3 separate regions of the Mus musculus genome follow, and all the other regions are linked to region 1. A link is a contact called in public HiCAR-type and promoter capture Hi-C data. All regions are on one chromosome and are shown on one strand. The core of a region is the stretch at or near the end of the contact, and the rest is flanking DNA. Distances in the headings are between cores, read along the strand shown.

Region 1 (3,842 bases), core at 550-3,049:
ATGCAGAGGCCATGGAGGGATGTTACTTACCGGCTTGCTCAGCCTGCTCTCTTATAGAACCAAGACTACCAGCCCAGAGATGGTCCCACCCACAAGGGGATCTCTCCCCTTGATCACTAATTGAGAAAATGCCTTACAGCTGGATCTCATGGAGGCATTTCCTCACCTGAAGCTCCTTTCTCTGTGGGAACTCCAGCTGTGTCAAGTTGACACAAAATAGCCAGGACAGGCTCATACACACAGAGTTAATAAACCTAAAAGATCTGTAAAGATAAATCCTGCTTTCCTAATTAGTTAAGGTTGCTGAGAAGAAAAAAAAGAGTTTATAGATGAAAAATGAAATTTTAATAAATATACAATATGATAAAGGAAAGGTAAAGGGACAGAGACGATAGCTGCCTATACCAGACTTCAGACCTCCCTCCTAGGAAAAAAAAACAAAAAAAACAAAAACCCAAACCCCCAAACCAAAACATGTATCTTCTGTATCTAGAAGTGCCTCAAGCTCTGCCTTGTACGAAATACTCTCCATTCTCGGATATTTTTGAAAAAGAGAACTAAATTTAAAAACGGCAAAATATTGAAGTAATTGACAGATACTGAGACAGGCACTATCATTTAACGACTCTTCAGTTTAGTTCCCTTATGAGGAGAGTACCTCATTAAAGTCTGTAGCTCTGCCAAATTCTACCCCTAATGCCTTCAGAACCATGCTGAGAACTCACCCAACACTGAGAAAGCTGTGTGACTGGGGGTTGCACTACTTCAGACTGAGAATGCTGGATTTGAATGCTAGAACTTCTGATGTTCTCACGTCTAAAAACAACTGTAACACCAAAAAGATACTTAAACATGCCAAAGAGGCCATGTATAAATAGGAAGAGTACAGGACATGGGGCTAGAGAGACTCGACTCAAAATCAACTTTTCCAACTACTGTGCCTTTAGTAACAGTCCCTCCCTTAGGTATCTTCCTCAGGATCTCTGCTCCTGTGTGTGAACACAATGAGTAGTTTACTTTTTGCCTATGTTTCTAAAATAATAAAAGCTCCTATGGCATAGGGCCTTGATCATGGTTCTCTATGCCCAGCATATTGTACACTGCCTGGCTCAGAGTTGGCACTATTTTCAATTCTCTTCTTTCCTGAGATGGAGACAAATTCCTGCATCACGTGGTCATTTTAAATAAGAATATACATGTGACAGCTCAGCTCATGAAATTTTGAGAAACAAACAGTAAAGTCTAATAAGTTAGTATGTGACTATCAAGTCTTTTGGGGGTTGCAAAGGCGACAACTCCTTTGAGTAACATGTTCACAAATGCCAATCTACTCCTCCCGGCTGAGCGGTATCTACTCTAAAAGTCAGGAGGGGACTGGGGTCGCTTATTCTTACACGTTAACCACGGGGTCAGGCCAACAACCACGGCACCCCGATTCCTGGCAGCGAAGTCACTAATGGGATTGTTATTTCCGGCCAGAGACAGGACAATCCGGGGCGGGGCCTAGAAGCCTGCGGGTGAGGATGGTTTTCGCCAAGGCCCCGCGGCCAGGATGGCACTGAGCTTCGGGTACTCACCTGCTAGCCTCAGAGCTGTGCCCTCAGCTCATGCCCCGAAAGCAGCTTCCGACGCTGGGGTCCGAGCGAAGGACCTGAGGTTACCTCTGCCGAAACACCGCTCGCCGCCTGGCCGCCCGTGACGCACTACGCCTGCGCCGCCGCGCTGGCCCGTGACGTCATGACGCCCGCACCTCCGCTGTCCCGCGTGTGTTTCTCTATAGTCCCGGCCGTAGCTGGTGAGTGGCCTTGAGTGTGTGTGGGGGTCGGCTCTCAAGGAGTGGGCGGGATTCGAGCTCTGGTGACACTTTTCTAGGCTCTCGGAGGGACCTCGTAGGGCTAGGATACTATCCGTGACTGGTTCAGCAGAGTTCGGCTGGACCTTAAGGCCGGGGGCGGGACTTCTATGCTCACAAGGGTGGGGCGGGGCCATTGTCACTCAGCCGACATTTAGAGCCTTGCCTGGGAACTTGGTAAATAGTTCCTGATGCTTAAGACGTCACCTGACAGGAATAATGCCTTTTCCAAACAACCCTACACGCGGAGGTGTAATTATTCCCGGTGGTGATGAAGAAACAAAAACTCAAGCGCTGTCTTTACCAAGGTCGCGCGTCTCCCAAGTGATGAAGTTTGAATTCCACCCAGGCCTGAGTCGAATGCCTGGGGCTTTTAAAATCATCATTCTGCTGACCAGTGGGCAAACAGTTGTCATTTCGATGGTGCTTCATCATTCCCGTGACTCTGGCACATTTTACAGATTAAGATCACATACTTAGGAAGCACTAGAAGCAGGACAGTTGCCTAGGCCATCTCAAAGTTTGGTGCTTTTTTTTTTTTTTTTCCTTCTCATTCCTGTGTTTTTATTAACTCACACACAACTACTTGTCTTCTGGATTGTTGAAGCAGTAAGGCAGGCAACACTCACCACAGTAATGTCTGTCAAGGTAACTAGCCATGAACACTCTAGCCCCATGTTGATCAGGAGGACATTTTCATCCACTTTATAGTATTTCAGCACAGCCAACTTAACCTTCTTATTCTTATTCTTCTTGGCAGTGCTATAACCCTTTATCCTTTTCTCAGGACCACCATGAAGTCTCAGCACACCTTTTGAATGTTACAGTCAAAGTATGGCCATCTTTCAGCTGCTTGCCAGCAAAGATCAGCCTCTGCTGAGAGAAGGAATTCCTTCCTTATCCTGGATCTTGGCCTTAACATTTTCTATAGTGTCCGAGGATTCAACCTTTACTGAGACCTTCCATAAGGGTCTTCGTCTCTTCCTCTTGTAAGGTCTGCATGCTCGGGGTGGTTTCACCACAGATGGTGGATCGGATCCACAGTGCTTTCTCTTTTGACCACATTCCATTGAAATTCCCAGAATCTTAGAGAACCCATAGTTGGAAAGCCAGGAAACTTGATTTGATTCCTTCAGTGAATGGCCGAGGATACAAAACCAAATTAGGAGAAATTATTTGCTATAGTTCTCATCTGGGGTAGAGCTGTGATCCATGCTCTTTGAATGTAAGTGGTTGTGAATTCCAAAGTTGCATGTGATAGGGTTGATGAGGCGGGTACATTGGAATCCAGGTGTCCTAGTCTTTACGTGAAGTCTTTGTCCACTATTCCTCCTTTGGCGTGTGCCAAGGACATTTGGATGTTGTATTGAGTCAGGTATTCCAAATACCTTTCTTTACATGGTACTGAGTTTGTAAAGAAGCACACCATGTTCCAAGCAGAGAACTGGAAATCCAGGGGATAACGGAAGCAGTGTTGAGAAATAGAACCCAGGACCAGCCATCAGAGGTGTAGATTCCAACTCTGGTGCCAGCATTTTGACATTTGGCAAGGATTTAATCTTTGTGGAAGTCCATTATCATACTTAGCACATTTGTATGATGTCTTTATTTTTGTACTATACTAAGTACAGGGTACAGTAATAGACAAGTAGGTTAGTAGGTAGATTCGTGTACTAGAGCTGTTGTGAAGTGCCAGCAGTCATATGGAGATATTTAGATAAGGATCAAGTAATTATACATATTTACTTTTATTGTTAAAAATTATGTGCTGTGATGAAGTATTGGCATGAAAGCTGCATTTCAGGAAATGTGACCAGTTTAGTTGGAAGAGCTGGCCAATGACCCTGTGCTCTGACAGAATGATGATAAAGAAGAATGGATGGTAAAGAGATAAAGGGAGAACATTCCAAGCAGGGACTAGGGATGCGGGTGGCGCACGCCTTTAATCCCAGCACTCAGGAGGCAGAGGCAAGCGGATTATCTGAGTTCA
Region 2 (3,842 bases), core at 462-2,961, 2.8 Mb after region 1:
CATCTTTAGGGCTCACACGCTTTGAAAACATCACCATTTGATCACTATCATATCAAATTAATCAGGCTCTCTTCTACGCAGGCTTTCCTTTTAACTAGCTTAAAAGAAACTAAAGATGTACTGAATTAACGATGAATGTTTAATGAATTTATACGGTTATGAAGCACCAAATCCAACTCAAGATTTCTCTTCTGTGCGTCCCCACTCATTCACCAGAATCTCGGGGACCTATTTTCAGGTTGCTTTCCCCACACCTGCCAGGTCACTGTCCTGATTGAGAAACTTCTTGCCAAAGCAATTAATTTTTAGTGCCTCCTAACTGTCCCCAGTGTTTGCATTCAATCTGAAATCTGTTACTTGTTAGACACTGTTCGGGTCCTAGATCTTCCAGAGAATTGCGCGTTTATGGCGCAGAGAGGGGAGGAGGCAGGGATCTCTGAGAGCCTGCCCTTTATTCGGAAATGAGGAGATGTGAAAGGTGGAAGGCAGGGCAAATAAATAAATAAATCGGGTTTGCCGCGGGAGCGTTGGCCTGCCGCAACGAGCACCCTTTGTAATGCAGGCCTCCCGGGGCTATCGCCTGCGCTAATTGCTCCAGGGCGCTTTCCAAGTTCAAAAGTTCACCTTTTACGACCTCACAAAAGCTCCTTACACTTTACCAATAAAAACATTCCGCCGCAAACACCGAGGGGGGGGGATATCAAACAGAAACAAATAAAACATTGAGCCAGGGAGGGAGCGAGAGCCAGCCCGGAGGAACCTGAGGACTGGGCTGGGAACAAGGGGACGCAAGCGGCCGGGCCAGGTGAGGAATTCTCAGCACCCCGGAAGAGATAGGCTGGGCGGCGCGGGAAGCGTCCGGCAAACGCCGGGAAAAGGCAGGTGTCCCGGTGCCCCAGGATCCCGCTGGAGACCTGAGCCAGCAGAAAGTCGTCGCCTAGAAGAATGAGTCTGAGTAAAGGAAGGCCAGGGGACAGGAGTGAGCACCGAGGTCCGAGAAGGACCATTACCGGTCTGCCCAGAGGCGGAGGCTCACGGGCTGGGAGGAAGCTCGGGACAGTGGAGGAGGAAAACGCTCCAGGATAGGTGCAGGGCGCAAAGGTGTGGAGTCTGCGAGCTCCCTGGTGAAGGAAGAGAGGGTGCTCCGTGCACCAGGGCCTCCTGGGGGAGGAGAAAGGGTTGGCGCAGAGGGGACGGGGGGAGGGGAGGGTCCGAGCAGAGGGGACCGGGGACCCTGCCTGGAGAGTGCGAGCCCAGGGTGGAGTCCTCACTGAGGAGCTGCCCGGCATCCCGGAGCTAGAGTCAGCTTAGAGAAAGAGGGGGTCGCGGGCGTTGGCACCGCCCGGGCTCAGAAGGCCCCTTACCCACCGTTGCGCGGCGGCGGAGGGAGCGCGGCGGGCGGCTCCAGGAACCCCGCCGAGCCCCCGCCGCCTCCCCCTCCGCTAGGTGGCCGTTCGTCCCGCTCCATGCGGCGGTGCTCAGGGCCCTCTCGGGCTTCGCTGCTCCGCCATGACTTGCGCCTTCGTAGTCGTCGTCCTGGTCTTCCACGGGGGGAGGGGGCTGTCAGGGGCCGGCAGGCTCTCGGCCGCCGCACTCTCTGGGCCCCTGAGCCGCCCGGCTCCGCGCCCCTCCGCGCCGCGCCCCCTCAGCACTGGCCAGCTCCCTCCTCTGACGTCACGCGCCGCTGCCACGCACATGCCCGTGAGGAATTCTGGGAAATGTAGTCCTCCCAACGAGGCTGCCCACACGGGACTCTACCAAATAAAGGGGTGATGGAAAAAAAACAGGAAGACCTAAGTAGGGAGAACCCAAACCTATCACTATTACAAACTCTAATAAAATTTCTAATATATTAATATAATAAACGGCTATGTCAGAGTTTTCTCTCTATTGTAACTTATTCGTGATCATAGTGCTCTATGATTCCAACTATTTCCCCACACTAATAATGAGCCTTTCCAAGGAGGCGTATCCACCGGGAACCGGGTGAGCACGTGCAACCAAGCCCAGCCCTGTGGGGGAAGGCCCCAGGGGGCGGGGTGTGTAGGTACTCATGAGGGCTTTCCTCCCGGGCTGAGCGACAAATTGGACCAGAGATTAAAGGACCCGAGTTTAACCCGAGGTGACTGCGTTCGTATGCAAATAGAATCTATACAACTCTGCTTTCCGGAGAAGTGTTTAAAGCCCCTTTACCTCCGGGTGGGCGGGAAAGATTAAAGTTTCTCTTCCTCCTCTTTCATTCCCCGCACCCTGCCCATAGAACAGATGGACAAACTAAGATCACTTCCACTGATGCCACCAAAGAAAACTTGAGACCCCTGACTCCTTGTGTCTTAAAGAGTTCTGTTTTAAGAATGTCCCTTTCCCGGAGTGTTCCCCTTCCCACTCCTGTTCAGTATACCTGTCTCAAAAATGAGAGGTGTAATAAGAATCGGATCCAGTGATAAGAGACCAACTCTCACATACACGCTATCGCCTCAGTTTACAGAAGTTCCCACCAAATAAAATCCTGGATTTTCTCCCCTTCCTCCTCCAGGGCCCACCTCCCGCTGCCACCAGGTGGCGCGCGGCCATGGGGCTCTCAGGATTAGGGGTGGTGGTGATTTTCAGAAATGCCCCGCGCGCGTTCTCTCTCTCTCTCTCTCTCTCTCTCTCTCTCTCTCTCTCTCTCTCTCTCTCTCTCTCTCTCTCACACACACACACACACACACACACACTACACAACCCGCGCACACACACACACACACACACACACACACACTATACAACACACACACCTCCCTTAGGAAAAGACTTATTAAGTTTCAGTCTAGAACTTAAATGCTATCTAGCTTACTATAAATCAAAGAACTCTGGTGCTTTGCTGGGCTTTCCTCTAATGGGCCGTATCGAAGCGGTTTCATTCTGTCACTTCATTCTGCCCCATGTGCCCCTGGAATCCTCTGGCTCTTGTGAGTCATTCTTTACTTAATTGTTTAGAAGTCTTTACTTGGCTTATGAAATCTAACCTGTTCCGATTCCTGCCCACGTTGCTCCCATGCCTCTTCCCTTACCTGCTATTGAGAAGGCTCTGCCAAGCCTTCCTGCACTTTCCATTATCAATATTAATTGGCCTGGTCCATCCTTAGTCTGTGCCAGCAGCTGTTATGAGAGATTGACACTAATGCTGTGTGGTTTAAAGCTCCCACACCTGTTCATTGAGGTAGCTCTGATATTGGTGCTCTCACATACAAATGAAGTGGCACAAAAGTTGATGTCCGTTATATACTCAGTGGATCAGAAAGCCGAAATGCCTCTATAAAGTCTTTAACTCATCTTTCTAGATCCTTTTCTTCAGTAGCACCTTCCTTATACCTCCCATCAAGGGACAACTGGGTCCCTCTGTATTCCCAGATGGCCCTATCTAAGTAGACTGTAAGAAATGATCTTTTTTTAAAAAAGATTCATTTATTTATTTTATGTATATGAGTATACTTATACACTGTAGCTGTCTTCAGACACACCAGAAGAGGGCATCAGATCCCATTACAGATAGTTGTGAGCCACTATGCAGTTGCTGGGAATTGAACTCAGGACCTCAGGAAGAGCAGTCAGTGCTCTTAACCACTGAGCCATCTTTCCAGCCCCAAGAAATGATCTTGAAGTGGTTATGTCTTTGACAAGGGTTCTGAGCTTTCCCAAGGCCAGGGAGCAGTGTTCTGCAGCAGGCCCCTGGAATATAAGATGAGTCCTTTGTGTCGTGGGGAAGAAAGCCTTCTTCAGCTCTGGATTCTGAAATGTGCCAGGATCGCATAGCCTTCCCAGAGCCAGAGTTCCCCTCAATCACAGGCTCCTGGTGCAGA
Region 3 (3,842 bases), core at 964-3,463, 2.4 Mb after region 1:
CTGTATGGTCCATAGCCAAAGAGAAGGAAGTAGGGGTGCGAAGGAGGAAGGTCGGGAGAAGGGTGGGTTTGTTTCTCCAGCCTATCCCTTGAGACTGAAGATGCCTTATGTAAGCCCCACCCATCCTGTTCCTGCATTATAGTTCACTGGATGTGTGGTGGTATATGAGCTGGGCCCCTAATTCTCTTAACACTTAAAAACGACCGCTTGCCTACAGCCGGACCTCTAAGGTTCATCACTGGCTGTGAGACCTGGGACATGTTGTTTGGCCTTTCTGAGCTTCAGTTTCCTGAAAATGAAGACACTGCATGTGTTTGTGAACTCAGCAAGGCTGGGGAAAGTCCTTTCTAGTGATCTGACGCTGCTCCTTAGCTGTTCTGCCAGGACAGTTTTTACAGCAGAGAACCCAGTCAGAACACAGCAGGCCCCTAACCATACCCTCTCCTCCAAAGACTTCTGCTCCTCAGTAGAGACCTCCACTCTTCATTGCCTCTTAGAAAGCAGCCCTGGTCCTCCTGCCTCCGGCCTGCTTAACCTTATTTATCCTACTGTCTGCTTCCTGGAGAAACTCAGATTTCCTAGAGTGGGCGTTAAGCTTTCATTTTTTAAAACAACAGTTATTCGTGTGTGCCCTCACATGCCACAATCCACAGTGTATGTGTGCACATTAGAGATAACTTGTTGGTGCCAGTTCCCTCCTCTCAGAAGCAGGGACCAGCCTGGCTGCTCTGGGCTGGTGGCCATGCCTTTCTTACTTAGAACAAGGTTGCCTAGCAATAAGCTGCTGAGACCAGAAATCTGTGTCATCTGCTTCCAGTTCAACCACTCACCACCTGGGGGACTTTGCTCACAGGCCTCATTAAAGCCATCTAAGAAATGGGCACATGGGTGGCATGATGCCACCCTCACAATGGCTGAACATCATGAGGCAGGCAGGGGGAGTAATATAGGTTGTGGGCCTGATTACTGTGGACTCAAGTAGACTAGTTAACTGAATACTCAGCAGGTTGCTATCCCGTGCCCAGACATGTACAGCAGATTAATGGACAGATGGCAGGTGCTTGGGCACACAGACAGTCTAGAACACTCAGAAGCAGCAATACCTGTCCCAGCTACGAGCATCCCTTCCTGAGGGGAAGTGGGAGTCACCTTAATTGCTCCCCAGAGAAGCTTGGACATCCTAGTGGGGTTGTTAAGTATGCATAGATGAAGGCAGTTGTTGTTGTTGTTGTTTTGTTTTTTGTTTTTAACATACAACACTTGGTGTGAATTTGGAAGACATGGGGAGGTTAAAGACAATTTGCTGGAGTTCTTTTGTTCCATTGTGTGGGTCTGGAGGATCAAACTCAGGTCATTCCCCCCACCTCCACCCCCACCCCCACCCCCAGGCTCCTGGGTATTTGGCTGGCCCACTTACTCCTAAAAACCTTCTGCACACTGATGCTTGGCTGGCCTGGAGTTCCCAGGAAGGCAGTATCCCCAGGAGATACTGGCACTTTGAGGGCAGGGACTTGGATTTATCCTAGGTGCCTACTTCTGGAACTGTACTGGGCACTATTTGTACACTGTACTATTGTACACACTGATATATATATATATATATATATATATATATATATACATATATACATATATACATATATACATATATATATATATATATATATATATATATATATATATATATATATATATATATATATATATAATATGAATGACAACATCTCATGTAGCCCAGGCTGGCTTGGAATTTGCTATATAGCCAAGAATGAATGAATTTCAGACATTTTTGCCTCAGCCTTCCTAATTCAGAGATTACAGGTGCCCAATTTCCCTAGTGCTGAGATTAGGAAAGCATGCTATCAACTGAACTTCACCTCCTGCTGCACTCTGTGAATGGGTCAATTTCGGTCCTGCGAGGGCTGTGAGAGGAGCAATGTCAGCTGATGAGGAATCCATGGGTGTGGGGAAGGGTCCACGAATTGGTTACCCAGCGAATCTGCATCTTATAAAGTCTAGAGCCCGCGCAGAGGGGTTCAGTGCCCAGGGTTTGGAGTCTGAGGCTCAGTCTTCCAACCTGAGTTGGACGATCAGGCACCCAGGCTGGGAGCGCGCCCCCGGCGCCCCCTAGCCTGCGTGGCGGCCGCGCGCACGGGCGCAGGGGGCGGCGCGGCCCCGCGGCGGGGAGGGGCGGGCGCGCGGGCGCGCGCAGAAGCGGCGGCTGAACCAAGCGGACTAGCTGCGGCCGCAGCGCCGCCAACTCGCGTGTGACCCGCGCTCCGCCCGCCGCCGAGAGAGCCGCCAGCGCCGGTGAGTGGCCTGGGACCAGCGAGGGGCGCGGGCCAGGGCGTGGGACTGTCACCCGAGGCGTTGTGGGCGCGCGCGCGTGCCCGGGGAGTCGGCGGGGACGCCCGCAGGAGGCCGAGGTGTCCGCGGCGGGCTCCATCCGCCCAGCTGCGCGGGAGTGCGTGCGTGTGCACATCAGGGGCCCGGGCTGTGAGTTTGGGGTGGACCAGTGCGGGTGGACGGGCTCGGCTTCGGTTTATCCGTTTATCGAGTGTTTACCGTGGATGCCAAGGAGTACGTGTGCCCACGTGTCTGAACGTTCCCGAGTGAGTGTGTGCACACGTGCACGGGCAAAAGTGTACAAATTCCATACGAGAGTGTGTTTAGGATCCAGACTGTGCACTCCACACTGCAGGCCGGTGTGTGTGTGATGTGCCGGCTGACCCTGTCCAGAGAGGGTGCTGGGCCGGATTCTGTGAGTCCGCAGATCCCCAGGTTCTGACTTTGGTTGGAAGCCTCTTAGCCCGGCCTTGGCAGAACTCTGCATGGCCACGCAGGCTGAGGAGGGGGCTGCGCTGAACTTGAATTGAGGTTTTCTAAATATGTCTTAGTTCCCTGGCTTTGTTCGTGGCTGTCTCTAGCTAGGCCAGATTTGGACTCTGTTCCCCATACCTAGGGGTTAGGCCCTAGGGAGACCCAGGGCCCCAGATACTTGTCCTCTCTGCCTGCTCCTCTAAGTTAATCATATTTCCCTGATTTAACCGAGCCCCAGAGGGCCATAACAAATGGGTGACAGCATGCTTGGGACACATCCTCTAAGGGCTGTCCGTGAAGTTTTGATTGACAGTTTGTGCATGTGTGTTTGAAAGTTTTAACTGCGTTAGAGCAAACTTTAGAAAGTTTATGTACAAAGTTTCACTCCACTTGCAAAATGCAGGGTGACTTTTTGAGGGGAAAATGTCCTCACAGGAGCCTGGTGTGTGTAAAAGGGCATGTTAAAAACCCTATTGCTAATGGGAGAAGAATTTCATTGAATGGGTGCCTGACTCCCAACAGGAGAAACTTAACCAGTGAACTTTGGACATCGTCGTCCAGAAGACAAAACCTGGAAGGAAACAAAAAAAGACCCATGTTCATTTTTTTTTTCCTCTTTGTCCCGAAAACTGGAGAAGAAAAAATATCCCCACCTTCTGGACGTGTTGAAACTGTTCCCCTCCCCCACCGGGGCCAGGCTCTCCCTGGATCCCCCACCCCCAAATAAAATATGCCTGTGGGGAGCGGAGGAGTGAGTCACTCTCTGGCAGAGGGCCCCACGGCAAACATTTGGGAAGGTTCTTGCTTAACTTCCCAGAAGAAAAGGCCCGGGATTTAAAATGGTCCCTGTGGTTGTGAGCCTCCGAGCCCCGTCTGCTTCAGAGATGACTACAAAAGTCATTTGCTGTCTTTTAAAAAGCCCAAGTCTCAGACTTAAGCATTGTCCAGGATTTAGAGCTGTTTAGGTTTCCAGAAATGGAGATGCTGGCTTTCCCAGGTGGCATATGGTGTGGGAAAGGAAG

What was found. Promoter capture Hi-C pulls out the DNA fragments that hold promoters and counts their contacts. HiCAR-type assays count read pairs that join an accessible place to other places.
Region 2: a HiCAR-type map of astrocytes shows a contact between it and region 1, with 5 times the contacts expected there. The contact joins the promoter of Nr6a1 here to the promoter of Rbm18 in region 1. A contact is called at or near these places in 1 of 115 datasets of contacts at active chromatin or transcription factors (astrocytes) and 2 of 9 other capture datasets (adipose tissue and liver).
Region 3: a promoter capture Hi-C map of cranial neural crest shows a contact between it and region 1. The contact joins the promoter of Nek6 here to the promoter of Rbm18 in region 1. A contact is called at or near these places in 2 of 39 promoter capture datasets (cranial neural crest and pre-B cells).

What each region holds. Positions count from the first base shown.
Region 1 is chr2:36,134,905-36,138,746 of GRCm38.p6, forward strand. It overlaps Rbm18 (RNA binding motif protein 18), which reads right to left and starts at 1,800. Exons shown (of 6, transcript NM_026434.4): 1 at 1,578-1,800. Mrrf (mitochondrial ribosome recycling factor) reads left to right here and starts at 1,494. Exons shown (of 7, transcript NM_026422.2): 1 at 1,494-1,795.
Region 2 is chr2:38,924,750-38,928,591 of GRCm38.p6, forward strand. It overlaps Nr6a1 (nuclear receptor subfamily 6, group A, member 1), which reads right to left and starts at 1,712. Exons shown (of 11, transcript NM_010264.4): 1 at 1,369-1,712. The coding sequence starts at 1,468.
Region 3 is chr2:38,509,484-38,513,325 of GRCm38.p6, forward strand. It overlaps Nek6 (NIMA (never in mitosis gene a)-related expressed kinase 6), which reads left to right and starts at 2,214. Exons shown (of 10, transcript NM_021606.3): 1 at 2,214-2,310.